Regions from separate parts of the Mus musculus genome. Here regions 1 and 2 are each linked to region 3. The links are chromatin contacts, called in public promoter capture Hi-C maps. All regions are on one chromosome and are shown on one strand. Each heading gives the region's core, a stretch centred on a gene start, on an enhancer-like site or on the middle of the called end of the contact. The rest is flanking DNA. Distances are from core to core; before and after follow the strand shown.

Region 1 (3,225 bases), core at 403-2,902, 99 kb after region 3:
CTGAGTGAGTGTGAGGTTACCCCACCAACTTAGTGACCAAAACAAGCCCAGACCTGCCTTACATTTTAGTTAAGTGCATCTTTCCCTTAGAGGCTTTCCCCACCTAGGATATAAATCCCCAGAGGATTTATATCCATGGGTCACTGTGTCTTATCAGGAAGACTCTACAGCTCCCTGCAGGCTGATCCTGCCGTCTCCACCAGTGTGTTCTGAACCTGCCCACCAAGGACTCAAGAGATAGTTCCATGGTATTGCCCTAGTTTAGTTAGTTCTATGACCTGGCTGTTAGATTCAACACACAACTTCTTTAGGACCTGAGCTGGCCTTGGGAAAGAGCAGATCAAGAGCAGATCCTGACACTTCACTCAGGTGGCTTTATTTTGGGAGTCCCCTTTTCTTTATGGCCAATGAGAGCATCCTAGCAACAACCAGTTGCTATGAGGCTTGGAGGTGTAGGGATGACACTGGTCCTCTAGTAGGGTCCAGGGTCCTTCTGCACGGTGACAGGCTCTCCTTAGCAAACAGCATGCTTCACCGACACCTCTTCTCTCACACAGAAAAAGAAAGGAACACAGGAAAACTTGCCCATGCCCTCACACCCCACAGTTCATGGCTCTAAGATCAGACTTGCTTTATACGCAGACAGTTTTGCATCACAGTGAGTTCAGGAATGCAGAAGACAAAGAATTCCAAAAACTGGAATCTCCCTGGGGAGCTGAGGGAAGCCCCAATACCTATTTACTTTTAAGGGTCAGATTTGTCCCCTGCCCCCAAAAATCAATAGAAGGGATTTTAGATTTTTGTTTATTAATTCACTCCCCCCCACAAAGACAGCAGATAAGAAGTGTCTGTACATTTTTATTTAGGAACAGTTAAAAGATTGGAAGTACCGCCGAGGCCCATTCAAACTACACAAGCAGTTTTGTCCCTCATCCCATCCCTTATCCATATTTGCAGATACAAAATCTAGGAAATGTGCAATTTGCATCTTGGAAATAGCAGCATCCCCATGGGGGACCTTAAGAGGCCCGAGACTCAGACAGAAGAGGTCATCCTCGCACCTCCCACCACACACAGCCCACACCAAAAGCAAAGGCTGTCTTTCTATTCCAATGTTTCCCAGGGTGAAGGATTTCTACACTCCAGCCAGTTGTGGCCCATGCCTGTAACTCAGTGCTTGGGAGGTAGAGGCAGGAAGAGCACCCAAGTCTGAGGCCAGCCTGGTCTACACAGTGAGTCGACCAGGCAGGTAGGAGGCCAGCTAGGGCCACACATAGGTCTATGTGACAGAATATGCTATTTCTTAGTTCGCTTTCATAGTTGGCCGCAGTAGCAGGTGACCCTCACTTAGCACCAGGATAGTCGCTTCAGCTGTTCCTGGGAGACAGGAAGCACACCAAAGGCAGACTGTTCAAATCACCCCCAGCCGTACTTCTCAGCAGTCGGGCCCCCTGAGAACAAAGCCGTCCACACTGAGGTCAGGACACAAAGCAGGTGCTGGGGACCAGGATCCAAGACATTGTCAGCAAGGACACTGCAGGTCTTTGGCTGCCTCCCCAATTTCCCCAAGGGCTATGTCAGGACAACTCAAAGAACAATAGTCAGCAAGGGCCAGAAAAAAGTTGGCTCATTTTCTGTGTTTAATAACAATTATGACACAGTCTGACCTTCCTGGCAAAGCTGAACAAAGCCAGCTACTCAGAAGCATGGGAGAGAGACCAGTGCCCTGAGTGACCACTCCTGCCCTCGGCCCACCCATTTCACAGAGCAACCTAACTTGTGCTGGAATCCTGCTAAGGAATGGGAGTTCGCTCTCACTGCAGCCAGCCTTCTCATATGGGGCTACAAGAACAAGACCAAGATGTGTGGACAGGAGCTAGGGGCAAGATCTTTCCGAAGCACTAACTGCAGGTTAGCAGGACCACGTAATAGACTTCCGCCCACTGGACATGTCTCTTCTGGTGCTTGTTTGGGGGAGAACAGAGCACTGGCAGCCCTTTTTATATTCAGTGATTGAGCAGGCTTTATCCTAGGCAGTTTACCTTCAACTCAAGTTCTGAATAAACTGAATCACCCACTTTCCATGGAAGGGAACATGTGTCAAAAGGCATAGATCAAGAAAAGCTATTAACATACAGGTGCCCACTGTGGGCACAGTATGCCAGTCTCTTGACAAAAGTGGCACTGATAGCAGGTAAATGTGCAAGCCCCTCCCAGGTGTTCTAACTTGCCATTTGCCCACCCTTGTCAACAGCAGGAAGACACCATGTAGCACAGTCCCTGCCAAATAGCTGTCCTCCCTCTCTTCTGCCTGGTTCCTGCCAGAGTAGCTGCAAGGTATGTTTCAAGGAGGGAAGAGACAACAGAGTGGTAACTTCACTGAATCCATTCAGTCCCACATCCATAAGAGCCTGAAGAACCAAGGAAGCGGGTGCCTACCTCTTCCTTGTAGCAACCAGAATCTGCCTTAGTCTGTAGTAGGCAGCCCAAGTGTTCTCTCTGGATTTACATCCCTGCTCCAGAATTTAGGGAGTTGGGAAGAGGTGTTCCTGCTAGACTCAGAACTAGAAAACCCTGTTTTGGCTTTCCAGTCTGGGGGACCAAGTTCATAGGCCTGCTGGGTTAATAAGCACTCAGAACAAAGCAGGCGCTCAGTCCTAGGGCCATTCACTCTCTGAGCTGCTTTCACACCACAACAAAGTACAAATTCTGGAAAGTACATTTGGGCTTGCCACTACCTAGATGCCAGCCATCCCTAGTGGCCAGGCACAAGAGATCACAGATTTTGGCAGAAACAGACTCTGAGAACCCCATTCCTTTTGGATTTCTAGCTAGTAAGCGATGTAAACAGCAGATAGTACGATCGTCAGTTCTGTCATTAGTCAAAACTAAACCCAGCCATTCCACTGAAGACCCTCAACAGCCTTATTAGCCCTAGAGGATAGAGCGCAGCAACCTACCTACTCCACTGAACCAAGGCAGAAGAAACTGCAATGTGGATAATTCAGGCTCAAGTCTTGGGAGACCTGTACTTAGAAAGGCCTGTGGGCTCCAGTGCTATAACACATGGAAATCAGCTCATAAAGGTTTGGGCAGGTTGGTGGTGAACGGTGTGCTCTTATAGGAGAAGATGAGGCTAAATCAGGGATGTTAGCGAAAAGGCTTCAGTCTAGTATAAGAAAAACCAGGCAGCATGCCAAAATTTGGATAGGATGAGCTGACCAA
Region 2 (3,158 bases), core at 49-2,548, 75 kb after region 3:
CCTTCTTACAGCTGCTCATTATGAATAACAGTCAGCTGGGCTGGCAGGGTTGGACTAACGAGAAACAGAAATCAAAAAAACTTCAGAACGAGTATGTTTTGAGGTCAGTAGACAACTTGGGGGGTTGGTTCTCTCCTTCTACCACGTGGGTCCCGGGGATTGAACTCACGTCGTTCAGGCTTGGCAGCCGGTGCCTTCTCCTGATGAACCATTTTGCTAGGCCCGAGAAAAGAGAATATTGATGGGTGGTTGTGAAGTTTTCAGTTCATATTGTTGGTATACCCAGAGGAGCATGGCCAGAAGCCTAGGGTTTTGGGTAAGAGAAGATATTTGCTTTGAAGTGTGTGGTGTGTGTGCGTGTGCGTTTCTTAGATGGACAGATAGAAATAGGAAGTAAGCAGTTGAAGTGTAATGCCAGACACTTGAGGGTAGAGATGTTTTGTGAATTGTCTATATACCAGAAGGAATTAAAGCTGTGGACATGAGTATCATTGAGGAGAAAGCAGAGCACAGGGACAGAGGATCATGGCCCATGTTTAATTGGGTCGGCCTTTAGCACACAAAGAAGCAGGAAAGGCTGGGTAAGGTTGTGTGGAAAAAGTCAAGAGCAGAACACCAAATAGAAGGGAGGTTGTGCACACAGAGCACCACAGATGTCTCCCTGCTGCTCCATTCTTTGCATGACCTCAGAGTTATCTGCTTCCCCATCTGTTTCCTCCATCAGGCTGGGATTTTCTGAAGGGCAGGAACTCAGTGCCCATTGATCTGTTTCCCCAGGACCCATCTTAGGGCCTAGGGTAGAGCAGACAGTTGTCTGGTAACTAACAAAAGTCATGGACCGAGTACATGAGCCTTAGGTGACTGAGGGCTCTTCTGACTCTGTGCTCCCTGTGGGGCCGTCTTTTCCTTCCTTCCTTCCTCCTTCCTTTGGGACTTATATATGCTGTTACCACTGAAATAAACTATGTTTTAAGAAAGAGAGCTGCCTGCCTGGGCAGCGTGAAGCCTTCTGTGACCTCCTTTCTTTTTCTCTATGTACCCATTATCAGTGTTGGTACTGCCATGAGAACTCTCCAGAACCACCATCTGCCATGAATCACCATTTGATGAGACAGACCCATTGGGTCCCATCCCTCATTTGCCTAAACAGGAAAGTCATCTAGAATCTGGTCTCTAGGTGGCCTTGTGTATTGGTGAGGATTGTGCACTGAAGCAATTTGTACAGAGCACTGCAAGTCCTGTGTACTAGGGGACTGTGGACCTCTAAGCAGCTGTCTGAACGGTGTTTCCTGTTTACCAGGGTAGGAAAGAAGCTGAATGCAGGGTTAGGCTGAGCTGCTCTCCTTGGTCAGGGTGGAGGCAGTGTCTTGTGAGTGAGTGTAGACTGGTTTGACTAGGGTTCTGAGGAGGGGTCACTGTTGCTTTCCTCTACAGTTGCTGGTGTGGCAGCAGCTGCTTGCTGCACAGGCACAGGAAGGAGAGTATGTCTTGGCACTACCTTCTCTGCCATGTGACCCTGTGGGGGATATTCATCTGTGGGGCTGTTTGGAAAGTGGCTTTGTTGGAGGTGGGAATGCTAGGACAGGAGTTCTGGCCCAGAACCATGGGTCTAAATTAAGTTTTGGGGTTTTGTGACTTGGCTCTCCGGCTTGTGTACTAAAGACCTCTAAAAAGGTTTAGTGTCCCATTCTTTTTATTCTCTTTCTCTGATGTTCCTGCTGGTGAACTCTGACTGGTTTATAGAATACTTACCAACAACATCCATCTGCAGTGGGTGCACAGCGTGGTTGTCTCATTGTGATGGGCAAGAGAGATGATGACAGGCATTTGCCTGATGTCTGGGAAGAGTCTGCTTTCAGGAACCAAGCACCAGAAGAGTCCTCTTCCCCCTTTCTCAGGCTGCGGACTGGCTGGCTGCTATTTAGCTTGTCCCTGTGTCAGCACTGTGTCTTCTGTTTACTCAGTGAGTTGAGCCCTGTTTGAGGTGTAAGAACCTATTCTACAGAAGAAGCAGGCCCTCACTCAGCCCTGAGTGCCACCTTCATGGCTGTTAGAGTGCTTGGGGTTAGTTCTCATCTGGAGTGCCCCAGATGAGATGTCTTTTAGAGGGACACTGGCATGTCTAAAGTTTCTTGCTGTCTGTGTGAGCATCTTCCAGACGCTACATTTTGAGTAAGGCTGATCTGATCTCTAGTCTCAGGGTTTGGAGTTAGGAGTCTGTCCCTGGGTTAGGAGTTAGGAGTTAGGAGTCTGTCCCTGGGTTAGGAGTTAGGAGTTTGTCCCTGGGTTAGGAGTTAGGAGTTAGGAGTCTGTCCCTGGGTTAGGAGTTAGGAGTTAGGAGTCTGTCCCTGGGTTAGGAGTTAGGAGTTAGGAGTCTGTCCCTGGGTTAGAAGCAGAACAGAGAGGAAAGGAGACGGAAAGGGAACACTAATTAGCCTTCCCAGAGTTCCTGCCTCATCATACAAACTTTGATTTTACAAATTTAGTCTTTATCATCTGCCTCAGATTTAAGAGAGGCGGCAAGTACATTTCAACTCCTACAAAGCCAAAATAGAAGATTGAAATGATGGGACAGATCAGGGTTGGTGTCCCCAGTGGATGTTTGGGTAGTGGGTACCCCTAACTTGTTTTGACGATCCAGAAAGGAAATAGCTCATCTTTGCAATTTCAGATCTTTTTTTTTCCTGGACTATAGCTGTGGAGAACACATGCCTACACTGTGGGGTTTGCTACAGACTCAGGAAATAGTATCTTAGCTCATCTTTGCATATACTATGAGACCTATACCCCACAGATACTCATCCTGCAAGGCCAGTTTTGAGCTGGGAAATAACTGCTTGGATTCTTTCCCCGGTGGCCTTTATCTTCAGAAAAACTCTTAGAGGTTTGAGTTTGCCCTTCGAGCAGAGCCCTGGCAGGCAGCTGTGCCATCTCCCCCCATGGCTGTCTTTCACAGGACCCCTGTCAATAGCACCAGGCTCACAGACAGGTACTTATCAGTAAGGCCCTTATCTTGTGAAGTGAGAAGAATTCAGTTTTCCAGCTTGGGAAACTGAATCTGAAAGAGTGAGGGACTACCAGAACCTCACAGCTGGAATTGAAGGGCCTGTAGTTCTTGGTTCTTCCTGCCAGGCCTGGCAGCTTCAGGAATGTCTGAC
Region 3 (3,125 bases), core at 427-2,926:
TTCAATTAAGAACTTTGTCTTCTTTGTTTTCTGCTTTGTTTTGTTTTTAATTTAAAATCTCTCACAGCATCTGTAGCACAGTTTGAGGATATACTAGATATGTAATGACTTTGAGTTCATATTATTGGCCTAGATGTTTTGTCCATGGAATTATTTACCAGCAACCCTAATTTTCTCTGAGATAGTTAATTTTTACATTTTTAGATAGCATTTGTTTTCAAAGGCTTGGGACCCGGTTTTAAATTCCATTTTGAAAATTTATGCATTTCAGGAAGATAATAATGTGAAATCTAATAGGAACTACTCTGAATTTGTATTTTAAAGTTTAGTGCTTTTTAGTGACTTTTGCATGTTTGTATTTGACAAAAATAAATTTGTTTGTTTATTTAGACAGGGTCTCTCTGTAACCCTGGTTGTCCTGGAACTCTCTGTGTAGACCAGGCTGGCCTTGAACTCAATCTGTCTGCCTTTGTCTCCTGAGTGCTGGGATTAAAGGCGTGTACTACCAGGTCTGGCTTCAAATTTTAAAGTTTGCTAATCTCTAACTTTATTATAAAAGTCGTTCATTATGGAAAATAAGATGAAGCACACTTAAGAACTCAAGTTCACAAATTTCTAAATTTTAAAATTACTACATTCTTTTTAAAATGTATGTCTTCCAGTCTTTTTTGTATGTGGTCATGGATTTATTGAATTACATACAGTGGTGCTCATTTTCTCTCCTTTTCAGATAATTTCCTTGTCATGCCTTTGAACCAAAGCAGTAGATCTTAACGTTCAATATTCTGAAGCCCATTTACTGATTTCTAACTATAAACAAAACAACACATGCTTTATTTCAGGTTGTAGTCCTGGTGCATGCATGCATTGTCATTTTTATGCCATGAGGTAAAAGTCACCAGTTTTATCCTGATTGACTCAGCATGTTAAGACTTTAGACTGGAGACTTAGAAGTCAGAGGGTCCTGTACACTGCATGGGAGATTTGAGTTCAGTCTTCTAACACTATATGCTTTACTTACTATTCTCATCTCTGTGGGATGGAAAGTTCTTAGAACCAGGGCCTTGATCTTGCAAGTATTAGTGTTTCTCTTTCCTTGGGATCTGTCTAGAATAGACATGCAGTTATGCCAAATAGCACTTCAGTTGCTTCAGATCAGCAATACTTAATTTATATATAATCTTATTGCTGTGAAACATGCTACTTCAAATTTAGTTGATATAGGTTGGTTATAAGTGTCAAATACATTACATTCGTTAGTCTGGTTGAATGTAAGAAAGAATTCATTTAAAAAAAAAAGTTTTTCGGGCTGGCGAGATGGCTCAGTGGTTAAGAGCGCCGATTGCTCTTCCGAAGGTCCCGAGTTCAAATCCCAGCAACCATATGGTGGCTCACAACCATCTGTAACGAAATCTGATGCCCTCTTCTGGAGTATCTGAGGACAGCTACAGTGTACTTACATATAATAAATAAATAAATCTTTAAAAAAAAATAATTAAAAAAAAAAAAAGTTTTTCATAAAAATCGCATGTCACCTAGAGTAACAGTCATCTGAAGGCTAAATTGGGCTGTGGCATATTCACTTCCAAGATAATTTCTTCACGTGGCTATTAGAAGGAAGTATCAGTTCCTCACCACATGTTTCTTGAGTGCTGCTAGTTTGGTAGCTGATTTCTCACTAGAACAAGGAGAGCAAATGGGAAGTTGCAGTGCCTTTGTGAGCTAATGTTGGGTGCTGTACTGCCATTTACTTGTGCAAGTGCAAGAGACGGACGGTGCATGTGCATTTGCAGGTCAACATCAGATGTCTATCAGGCTTGCTCTGCCTTATTTTTAAAAGATGTATCTTATTACTTGTCCATGTGTATGTATGAGTATAGATGGCCCTGGAGGCCAGGAGAGGGTGTTAGATCTCAAGGGGCTAGAATTACAGGAGGTTGTGAGTTGCCCCTAACATGGATGCTATGAACTGACCCCTCTGTTATCTATCTCAGCAAGTACTCTTAACTACTGAAACTTTTCTCCAGCCTCTTTTCACCTTTTTTTTAGATAAAATATTTATTGAACTGGCGCTTCCAGAGATCTGTCTCTGTTTCCCCAGAACTGTGATATAGATAGGTACACAGCAATAAGCCAAAATCAGAGATACATATAGCACTGTTTCCCTCCTGTATTCTTAAAAAGGCACCACAGTAAATGAGAATAGAAAGGGAATCAGTGGGAGTGGGGATAAGTGTGAGTAATGGAGGGGATATTATCAAAGTACTTTATATGTTTAAATATTTTCATAAGGCTTAGGATGTAGCTTTGTGGAACTGGGTGGGGGTGAGAATGGGGGCGAGCAACTGATGTTTTGGTAAGCAAAACTCAAATCAAGAGAAAATTGATTAAATAAAATTTTACTAAATTTTAAAAGAGGCTCTTTGAAAAACACCTTTAGGATTTATTTATTTATGAATGAATGACTGGTCATAGTGACTACAGGGATAACTTAGCAGTTAGGAGCACTGGCTGTTCTTCCAGAGAATGGGGTGTTGATTTCCAACACCCACATGGAGGCTCACGACCATATACAGCTCCAGTTCTAGAGAATCTAATGTCCTCTTCTGGCTTCCCAGGCATTGCATACACATGGTACACAGACATCCATATAAGCAAAATACCCATATATATAAATCTCTCTCTGTTTTTTTAAAAGCCTGTTCACTTTTATACTTTCTAACACTTGAGTCTTTGAGGTTGGAAGATATGTATCCAAAATAGCAAGCCATAGTATCATAATATATGTGGCCAAAAATAGCAATCCAGAAGTATATAAAGAACTTACAGAGGCAGGTGGATCTCTGTGAGTCCAAGGATAGCCTGGTCTAGACAGAGAAACCCTGTCCTGAAAAACCAGGGGGTAGGGGGAAGAACATATACAGCTCAGTAATACAATGTACAGTCAAACAAGCAAATACTGTAGTGAACTTGCAATAGTTATTTAAAGGATGTGAATAGTCAATAAGCACAAATAGTTTTCATTAAATATTTAATCACTAGAAGAAAATTAGGAATTAAATTCATAATGAGGGTGCTGGCTGGTTAAGAGCACTTGCTCTTGTAGAGGACCTAGGTTTGGCTCT

Evidence for each region. Capture Hi-C pulls out chosen DNA fragments and counts their contacts.
Region 1: a contact with region 3 is called in a promoter capture Hi-C map of adipose tissue. The contact joins two enhancer-like sites. A contact is called at or near these places in 1 of 115 datasets of contacts at active chromatin or transcription factors (CD8 T cells) and 3 of 9 other capture datasets (adipose tissue, liver and pancreatic islet).
Region 2: a promoter capture Hi-C map of adipose tissue shows a contact between it and region 3. The contact joins two enhancer-like sites. A contact is called at or near these places in 1 of 39 promoter capture datasets (embryonic stem cells), 1 of 484 Hi-C or Micro-C datasets (cerebral cortex), 5 of 115 datasets of contacts at active chromatin or transcription factors (CD8 T cells, the HPC-7 cell line, the SCID.adh cell line and 1 more) and 3 of 9 other capture datasets (adipose tissue, liver and pancreatic islet).

Annotation. Positions count from the first base shown.
Region 1 is chr2:160,764,944-160,768,168 of GRCm38.p6, forward strand. All of the region lies in intron 32 of Plcg1 (phospholipase C, gamma 1), which reads left to right. Among named protein-coding and RNA genes, the nearest start is that of Plcg1, 35 kb to the left of the region's middle. Within about 2 kb of position 1,653, at least 33 of the 459 cell types and tissues checked have an H3K27ac peak or open chromatin away from gene starts, as enhancers often do. A contact at or near this core is called in adipose tissue, where this site is marked.
Region 2 is chr2:160,741,038-160,744,195 of GRCm38.p6, forward strand. The region is part of intron 2 of Plcg1 (phospholipase C, gamma 1); the gene reads left to right. Among named protein-coding and RNA genes, the nearest start is that of Plcg1, 11 kb to the left of the region's middle. Within about 2 kb of position 1,299, at least 109 of the 459 cell types and tissues checked have an H3K27ac peak or open chromatin away from gene starts, as enhancers often do. A contact at or near this core is called in the HPC-7 cell line and adipose tissue, where this site is marked.
Region 3 is chr2:160,665,830-160,668,954 of GRCm38.p6, forward strand. All of the region lies in intron 2 of Top1 (topoisomerase (DNA) I), which reads left to right. Among named protein-coding and RNA genes, the nearest start is that of Top1, 21 kb to the left of the region's middle. Within about 2 kb of position 1,677, at least 34 of the 459 cell types and tissues checked have an H3K27ac peak or open chromatin away from gene starts, as enhancers often do. A contact at or near this core is called in the HPC-7 cell line and adipose tissue, where this site is marked.